Linked DNA regions of Danio rerio: region 2 is linked to region 1. The links are chromatin contacts, called in public Micro-C maps. All regions are on one chromosome and are shown on one strand. Each heading gives the region's core, a stretch centred on a gene start, on an enhancer-like site or on the middle of the called end of the contact. The rest is flanking DNA. Distances are from core to core; before and after follow the strand shown. Region 1 has its middle 24 kb from the start of tspan1. Region 2 has its middle 190 kb from the start of pik3r3b.

Region 1 (4,667 bases), core at 372-2,871:
CATTTTTGGTGGGTGCTCCTACATTTTTTTTCTGGTGCTCCTAAATATTTTAAGTTGGGAATACTGGTGCTACCAAGTAAAAAAGTTAATTTCGAGCCCTGACACACGGAATTTGTCAGCACAGTTCTGCACGGTTGTCTAACTGTGCCAGGAATTCCGGGCAGAGAAAGGTTTGCAATTGTAATCAGTGGAGAAACAACCGTAACCATACCGAACTGTTCTTGGAAGAGCGACTATTGACGTATATGACATTGATTAAAAACTATGGACAAAGGCCCACTGTGACACCCTGATTAATCCCTCTGCTTTACTTAAATGTATGTTATCTGCAATATGTTATTCTATTTGGAAATATATTACATTTATGCCACCACAGTTGCATCTCGTGCAAGTCGTGCTGGTAATAAACATTTTTTGAAGGTATTAAAAAAGGTACTAAAAGGTATTAAATTCAACTTAAGAAGTTCTGTATATACACTAAATGAACAAAGGACTGAATGATAGATGGTCAGATGGATGGTTTAATAGACAGATTTATAGATAGACAGACAGACTGACAGACCAATAAACTAAGGAATGAAGGATGGACAAAACAAACAAAGGTTGGATGGATGGATCAATGGACAGGTGGACAGACAAACATATTGATAGATAGAAAAACTGAAAGAATAATTAACAGAGGATTGAAGGATGAATAAAACAAACCTGGACAAATGGATGGATGAATGGTCATGGATGGATGGATGGACCAATGTAAAAAAAGGAATAAAGAATCAAACAAACTATCAATAGGTCGATAGACAGATAGATGGATGGATGGACAGATGGATGGATGGATAAACAGACGGATAGATATTGATTACAATAGATTGATAGATAGACAGACAGACAGACAGAGCAATGGTCAAAGGAATGAAGAATGGATAAAATAAACGATGGATGGATGGATGATGGATGGATAAAAGCAGACAGACTGTTGGAAAAAATAACAAATAAACAGAAGGAAAAGAAAGAAAGAAACCATCTAAAGGGAACAAAAGAACAGTAGTGGAAATGCCTGTGTGTGTCATTTTGTCCACTGAGTGGCAGTGTTTCTTGTATGAACATCAGCAAAAATACATATATAAATATTTTCCTTGTGCAAACTCGCAGCACAATAGGAGGTTGTTTAAAGAGAACACACACTTAGAAGATGTATAGTTTCACTCATCCTATTTTGTTCTAGTTAAAAGGAAATAATGTATGAGAAATAAGAAACTGCTATTCCTGGAGGCTGCGTTTATAAAAAGACTTTTTTCCTGCACCCTTTAAAACCAAGATTTCATTGTCCCCCCTGCGACATAACATAATTTATATTTTTTTGATTGAGAGGTTCTCAAAAGGCATATGATGTTTATTATCTCATCACAATGAAGATCAGTGGTCAGTGGATAAAATACATTGAGTCTTGCAGAAAGTGTCAAACAAAATATAATTTGCTGCTTAAGGCAGAAGGTACATATGTTGTCAAAACGCAGGTGGGGATTTTTGATGCTGTGACACTTTTTCCTTATGCAGAACAATGAGTCCAGCTCACCCACAGGCATGCCTATGTATTTGCATGCATTTCAGGCATATGTTTTCTTTACGGAATCTAGCGAAAGTGGAACATTCGAGTGCAGAGAAGAGCCGCAGTGTTACGCAATGTCTATGTGAGGGACAGGCAGGAAGAGCTAATGTGATGGTGGTGAATGTGGGTCAGTTCCATGCTCACTGAACCAGCACAGTGAGCCTGAGAGACGGTATCATCCCTCTGCCTGTATCCCAACCACACACACACATGCATGTAGATGGAATCACATGCCAGCACACACTTTCAAACACGCATATAAACAAAGATGGCATCATGACGTGTGCTTAGAGGACAGATGGAACAGAACAGAAGAGTTTCCATAAGTATGTCAGTTCTGTCATTATTCACCCACGTTGTTTCAAATTGTTTTATTTGAATTCATTTCTTTAATACAAAAGGAGAGCTAGTGAAAAGAGTTCAATGGCTAGTCTTTCCATTGTAATAAAATGAAAGGAGAACTGGGGCTGTCAAGCTTAGAAATTATTAAAAAAAAAAAAAAAAAACGCTCCTCAAGTCTCACAAAAGTGGTGGATGTGACTTGTTCAGATGTGTATGACTGTATTTCTTCTACAAAATGGTAGTGAAGTATCCCCTGGTCAGTCTTCGTAGTTTAATTAAAGTGAAGGACTGGGACTGTCTACTCCAAAATGGCCACAAAAAAAAAAAAAAAACAGCATAGGATGTAGCTCATTCAATCTAGTAGTCATGTGATTTTGTGTTGTTTTTCATTCCTTCAGCTTAGTCTCTTTATTCATCAGGGGTCACCACAGTGGAATGAACCGGCAACTTATCCAGCATATGTTTCACACAGCGGATGCCCTTCCTGCCACATACACACTCACATTCACACACATACACTAGGGTCAATTTAGTTGATTCAATTCACCTACAGTATAGTGCATGTCTTTGGACTGTGGGGAGCACCCGGGCGAAACCCTTGAGTAATTTTTATTTATTTATTTATTTATTTTTTATTTGTTTTTATCTAATTTTTATTTATTTGTCTAGTAAACAAGTTCATAAGACCAATCTGAGTTTGTTCACGGATGGTTATTTCACTGCTTGTCTGTTAGTTCACTGATCAAAATGATCCATAAATAATGACATTTCTCACTTGTTATACTCTTCATCAACTGAATGGAAGAAAAAATGATCAGATGTAACTTAAAAATGTTATTAACTTTAGGTGGCGCAGTGGGTAGCACGATCGCCTCACAGCAAGAAGGTCACTGGTTTGAGCCTTGGCAGGGTCAGTTGGCATTTCTGTGTGGAGTTTGTATGTTCTTCCCATGTTCATGTGGGTTTCCTCCAGGTGCTCTGGCTTCTCCCACAGTCCAAAGACATGCGGTACAGGTAAATTGGATAAGCTAAAAATTGTCCGTACTGTACTATGTGTGATCGGTTGCAGTTGGTTAAAATATATGATTGATAAGTTGGTGGTTCATTCCGCTGTAGCGGCCGATTAATAAAGGGATTAAGCCGACAAGAAAATGAATTAATGAATTTATAAGTGTTGTGTGTGTTAACATACTGCTGTATGGTGCATATTGTAAGTAGAATATTGATAAACGCAGCTTTTGGAAAACGTCTTGTGGAAATGTCGTTAGGGCTCTGCAGGTGAATCTGAACTTTAGTACTTAATAAACCAACACAAAAGCAGATTTTACAGGAAAATTATAAACTTGAAATACAAATGTAACATTAAATTAAGCATGCAAAGACCACACTGAATAATAAACTGGAATTTGGGCATAAATCCTATAAATAAATAAATTAGACACAGGAAAAGGTAATCAATGAGTAACCTAAGATTGTAAGGTGTTTTTAAGCATATTAAAAACACTACAAACACTAAAATTAAAAACACTACTATTAAAAACACTACAAGTTTCAGTTCTCTCTGTAAAACCGAAATCATATTTTACAGACCTTGAGTTTGTAAAAGAGCAGCGCTGGCACAGTGGGTATCACTGTTGCCTCACAGCAAGAAGGTCACTGGTTCAAGCCTCGGCTGGATCAGTTGGCATTTCTGTGTGGAGTTTGCATGTTCTCCCCATGTTGGTGTGGGTTTCCTCCGGGGGCTCCGGTTTCCCTCACAAGTCCAAAGACATGCGCTATACAGTAGGCGAATTGGGTAAGCTAAATTGTACATAGTGTATGTGTGTGAATGAGTGCATGGGTGTTTCCCATTGATGGGTTGCAGCTGGAAGGGCATTCACTGCATACAAAACATATGCTGGATAAGTTGGCAGTTTATTCCGCTGTGGCGAACCCTGATTAATAAAGGGACTAAGCTGAAAAGAAAACGAATGAATGAATGAGTTCCTAATCGTATAGAAAAGTGACAAGATTTGAAATAAAATTCTTTTTAATAGCAAGTTTCTTCTAATTTTTCTAAATATTTTACATTTACAGCAATTATACATTATCCATCTCTTTTTTTTCTGACAAATAAAGTAAAACAAGTAAAAATGTAATTCATTGTCTTAAAGGGTTAGTTTCACTCATCCTCAAGGCAGGTGTTTACAACTCTAATCTGAGGTATTTAAAAAAGCTTTCAAGCTCAAGGTAAATAAAGGTCTTTACCCTTTTTCTGTTTTTCTGAAGAAGTTTTACTAAGAAATATAAACACAGAAGCACACTGACAATAGTTTCATGTCGTCCACTGGAAAGGTGATCTCTCATGAATGCATGTGTAGTATTAACAGACACATTTATATACAGACAAATAATTAACTTTAACTAATAAATGATTTTGAAGGAAACATTGAAGCGATTTATGTTACAATAAAATAGACATGGAACGATAACCATTTTTAAGGTATACCGCGATTTGGAAACGTCAAGGTTTTAAAACCATCAGAATTTTCTGCTATACCGTTCCTAAGGTATGCGGGTGATTTTAATTTTTTTTATATTATTTTATTATTTTTTTTTTATTAGGACAACAGTATCTCCAGCAGAAAAAATATCTAAAGAAATTGTAAAGAAATCTGTGATTTTGAAAATAATGAAGACAGCAAAAGTCAATGATTGATTTTAATTATTTAGCTTT
Region 2 (4,636 bases), core at 144-2,643, 200 kb after region 1:
CTAAAGACTCGTTAGAGCGGCGATTTATTTAAACCACTTTTAGTTGACTCTTTTATAGATGAATCAATAGTTTTCAACACGCCGCACTTTCAGATTTAAGCCTTAGCTGGATATTTTACTTCACTTAGAGCTGTTACACACTGCATCGAAGGTCATTTTCAAAAACCCATAACAGGAGCTCTTTAATGATAATGAGTGTTAGCTTGCTGCACATTGATCTTGACCAAGGATTTTTAAAATGGTGGTCAAAAATGTTGAAAGAATGTGAAAGAGCTGTTCTGGATATTTAGGGTAAAATATTAGTCCATTCATTCATTTTCTTTTCGGCTTAGTCTTTTTAATAATCCAGGGTTGCCACAGGATGCCCTTCCAGCCTCAACCCATCTCTGGGAAAGTAAAATAATAATGGTATTTTAACATTTATTTATTTTAACCATTTATACTGGATATCAAGGAAATAAAGATTCATATGTTTTATTCAAAGTTTTTATTTTTATTTTTAATTTGTTTGTTTTTTCTTTCATTTTTTTCTTCTATTTTTATTGTTAGCAAAGCACACAGGCTAAAAAAAAAAAAAATAATGAAATATATCAATTAAATTTCCCCCACCCTCCTCCCTTGCAGTCTCTTAAAACTGGTATCCAATAAATAGATGATAACAGAAAAACAAAAAACAAAAACAAAGTACAGTATCAAGTATCAATTATACAAAATAAGGCAATAATTCTGGATCCTGATCATTGTTTTTTGCAATAAACATGCAGATTTTTTCAGCTTCTGAAGTCCAAATCTTTAATGTACTCATTTGTACCAAGTTCACTCAAGCTGTGGATAATTCAAACATTATAATGTCCTGGAGTTGTACCAACCACTTGTACGTGTCCAAATTATGTAGAGGCAGCCAATTTTGGGCTAGTAGTAATAATAGTCTTAAGAATGATATTGATAATAATGATTAATAATAATAATAATCAAATAATAATAATAATAATAATAATGATAATAATAAAAAATAAATAATAATAATGATAATAATAATCATAAACATCATAATGAAATAATAATAATAATAATAATAATAATCATAATTAGTATCATCAATCATTATTATCAATTTTAATAATTTACAATAACAGTTTGCTCAACACAATTGCCCCTTCCAAATTGTGAACCAAACTGCTTGAAACTGCATTTAAAATTCACATTCAGCCCTTTGCATGATGTGAATGTTTGACATTCATAGACATTCTCTAACATCTTATGTAAGATCCCACTACTATCTTTCACCATTCATTTGTCCTTTCAAAGCATACGATTCTGTCCCACACACTGTAGTCCCTTCTTCAGCACACAAAGGCTCATATATCTGGACCGCAGAGATGCTGTGGCTAATCTGTCACCCCCCAGTGGTCACAGCTAAATATTGCTCTGAATGTGAATCAGATTTGTATATACAGTACTGCAATGCAAGAGTGGGTCACTGTATTCAACCTTCAAAGGGAAGGAGCCAATTAAAAACAATTGTTTTAATAGATAATGTGTGCAGAAAATGAGTAAATTATGCTGACAATGTTCTGAATATGCTTCGGTAAGTCCAAAAATTAATAAGGGGACTTATTTTAATTTATGGGCAATTGAAGAAAATGTTTTTGTTATAGGGACGTGTTGTTTCCTACATTTTCAGCTGGCTGACCCCCGACTTTGGACACTTAATGGCTTTGTGCAGAAGTGCTGATCCATTCAGTAATTTCCTGTCATCCTGACCACAGCTCGTTAAAACGTGTGCACACACACAACCACACTCGTGCGCACGCACACACATACACACACAGGGCAATGAAAACCCTAGAAATTGCTTTCTGTCCTCTTAATAGAAAATGGATAAGATCTGATAGGCTGTGTTCTCAGGGAGCCGCTGGAACAGGCACACAGAAAGCTTTGTAGGCTGACAGCGACACCCTCACATTTTAACATTAGTCTTGTGCTTTACTCTCATAAATGCCTCTAATGGGATCAACAATAGATATTAACTGGTGATGTATTTCTCCTGGAGATCCTTTACCAGCCGTGCCACATTTTGTTTATGTTGCCCTTTTTTGAAGGTCTTTTGAAATAACGTTTGTATAAAAAAAAAAATAATTGATTTCACCGGAAAGAATTATTCTTATTAAAACTCATTCGCTTTTTAAAAGGATAGTTCAACCTAAAATAAACATTTACTCATAATTTACTCTCCCTTGTGTGATTTCTAATCACAAAAGAAGATATTTTAAAGAAATATCTAAAAAACAGAAAACTGAAAGCCATTAGTAGTCACTGTCATTCATAGTAGAAAAACCTACGGAACTCAGTGAGTTCCGGTTTCTTACATTCTTTTAAATATCTTCTTTTGTGTTAAGCAGAGGAATTAAACTCCAGCAGGTTTGGAACAATTTGTCACCTTAGAATTATAAGGCTCTATCTGAGATTTTTGTCAGAATTGAGTTATTGACATATTCTTATTAACTGACAACTTATTTACATTATGGGATGTTTTTTTTATAAGTTGTTTACATTTTAAGACTTTTAATTTTAAAAAATATCACACACACTGTTTTCTATATGGAATGCAAAAACTTTGAAGCTCAATATTTCAAAATCTTTCAGAACGCAGATAATACCTTATAGTTTCAAGGTGACATATTAGAAAGTAAGTAATTATTAACAGTTAATGAGTAATTATTGAATGATTGCAGTAGTTCATTTTAGGGTAATCTTTTGAAATGTTAAAATGTTTTTTTTGGTTTAATGTTTAATGTATTTCTCAAAGCATACTTATTATGACATTTTGTTTTATGTTTTGTATTATGCTTTTAAATGGTGCTCAAAAACATTTGTTTTTGTGTTGTAAAGCTTTTGTAACTTGATGAGTTGTGTCAACCCAGTTTTGGGGAAATTTATTTGGGATGCATTGAAATGAAAATTATGTGATGAAACCGAAACAAAAAATGCTTTGTAATCATTATTTATTATTTTATTAAATAATGTAAGTTTTTGACTTTTTAAAATGAACTCACAAAAACACATTTTATTGATACTGAAAGGCATCATTTTACCAGCATTGCAATGACAGCACAGTAGTGATTTTGCCAGCAGGAATATTTTGACCATGGTGCGCAATTCTCTGCTTCTCTTTCGCATTGGTCTGCAAAAAAACAAACAAACCAGCTTTGCTTGATGCAATGAAATGAATGGGTTTCATACCACAGTGCTTTCTGTGTCTGCTGTGAAAGCATTCACTATGCCACTTACTTCACTCAGCCACTAAATATATCCATTGAAATAGGCCTGTGCAATGGACTGAAATTATAAAAATTTTGTATATATTCATAACACAACATACCTGTACATGTCGTAATGACTTGCAAAAAATCTGTTATTTTTCAGAGCTCAAGGACACTTTACAAAGAATGTAGCAAAAGGAGATAGTACGAACAGACATTAAAGAAATAGTAATAAGTAATCACGTAGAGACATCATTAGGTTCACAAACATAAAAGAAGTCTAATATAACAAAATAAAGTCCTAGGAGACAAATATGCAAAGTACAGGTTGATCAAACAAAGTGGTCAGTTTATCAAATCAAAAGTGTAACATTCAGAAAACAAGTGAGTTTCAAGTAAAGATTTAAATTCTGAGATAATATTAATGGACTTTTATTCCATTAACTTTTTTTTATTCCATTTTAACTTTTAATGGAGCTACAAAAACCACAGATTTTATTAAAAGTATCTTTATTTTGTTTTCTAAAATTAGCAGAATTGTTTTGGGTTTGGATCAACATAAGGGTGAGTAAATGATCGCATTACCTTCTGGCCTGAACTAAGGTTTAGTAGTACATGGAGGGTGTACTACTGTATGTAAGGAATTACAGTTTCTCAAATGTGCCATTTGTAATGTGGCATTGCATTTGTTGTTGTCTTTTTTCCCCCATGCACTGCCTTTTCCTTCTTGTTCCTCTGTTCTTTGCTGTCCTGCAGCCATCAGTTTGTGGCTCACGTTTTGAGAAATTGCCTCAGTGATGTTTTCTGACAGTGACGTTAATCGAAGCACCAAACGGATAGTAGCGGTCCAATTGAAAGGAAATTTGCGCACTGCCTTCTACACAAAGTCAAACTACCTGTGACTGCTTTTCATAGAAAAAAAAAGATCAACATGGAAGTTCATGTAGAGATGTGTGGTGCCAGAAATGTAAACATAAGTTTATGCTGGAGCAGATTGAAGGGCTAAGTTTTGATATTTGAAGCACACATAGTTAAAGAATACAGTAGGAGAATACCAAGTCAGATGCCTGAAATTATTTCCTGATTCATTAAACTGTACAGTTGTTTTTCACAGTATTGTAGCAATCCATTATATAATAGTTACAGGAAAATTGATTTAACATCTGTTTCTGCATGAATTGGTCATAGCATTGTATAGTGACTACATCAATAGAAAAATAATTTGCTTTAAAAAAAGCAATGAAATATACACATGTATTTAGTATTGTACTCATTTTTAATCTACTGTGCATGTTTGAAAAGAACAACAGGAAAATTGATAATTGCATATTTATTTAGTAATGCAGTGGAAGATGTCTTTAGTGTCTTGTGAA

What was found. Hi-C and Micro-C count contacts between places; a contact is called where the count stands out from the background.
Region 2: a contact with region 1 is called in a Micro-C map of caudal fin, with 5 times the contacts expected there. The contact joins two enhancer-like sites. A contact is called at or near these places in 2 of 18 Hi-C or Micro-C datasets (caudal fin and an unstated tissue).

Annotation. Positions count from the first base shown.
Region 1 is chr6:35,672,035-35,676,701 of GRCz12tu, forward strand. It overlaps a transcript of pik3r3b not described here. Among named protein-coding and RNA genes, the nearest start is that of tspan1, 24 kb to the left of the region's middle. Within about 2 kb of position 1,622, at least 5 of the 62 cell types and tissues checked have an H3K27ac peak or open chromatin away from gene starts, as enhancers often do. A contact at or near this core is called in caudal fin, where this site is marked.
Region 2 is chr6:35,867,733-35,872,368 of GRCz12tu, forward strand. It overlaps a transcript of pik3r3b not described here. Among named protein-coding and RNA genes, the nearest start is that of pik3r3b, 190 kb to the right of the region's middle. Within about 2 kb of position 1,394, at least 2 of the 62 cell types and tissues checked have an H3K27ac peak or open chromatin away from gene starts, as enhancers often do. A contact at or near this core is called in caudal fin, where this site is marked.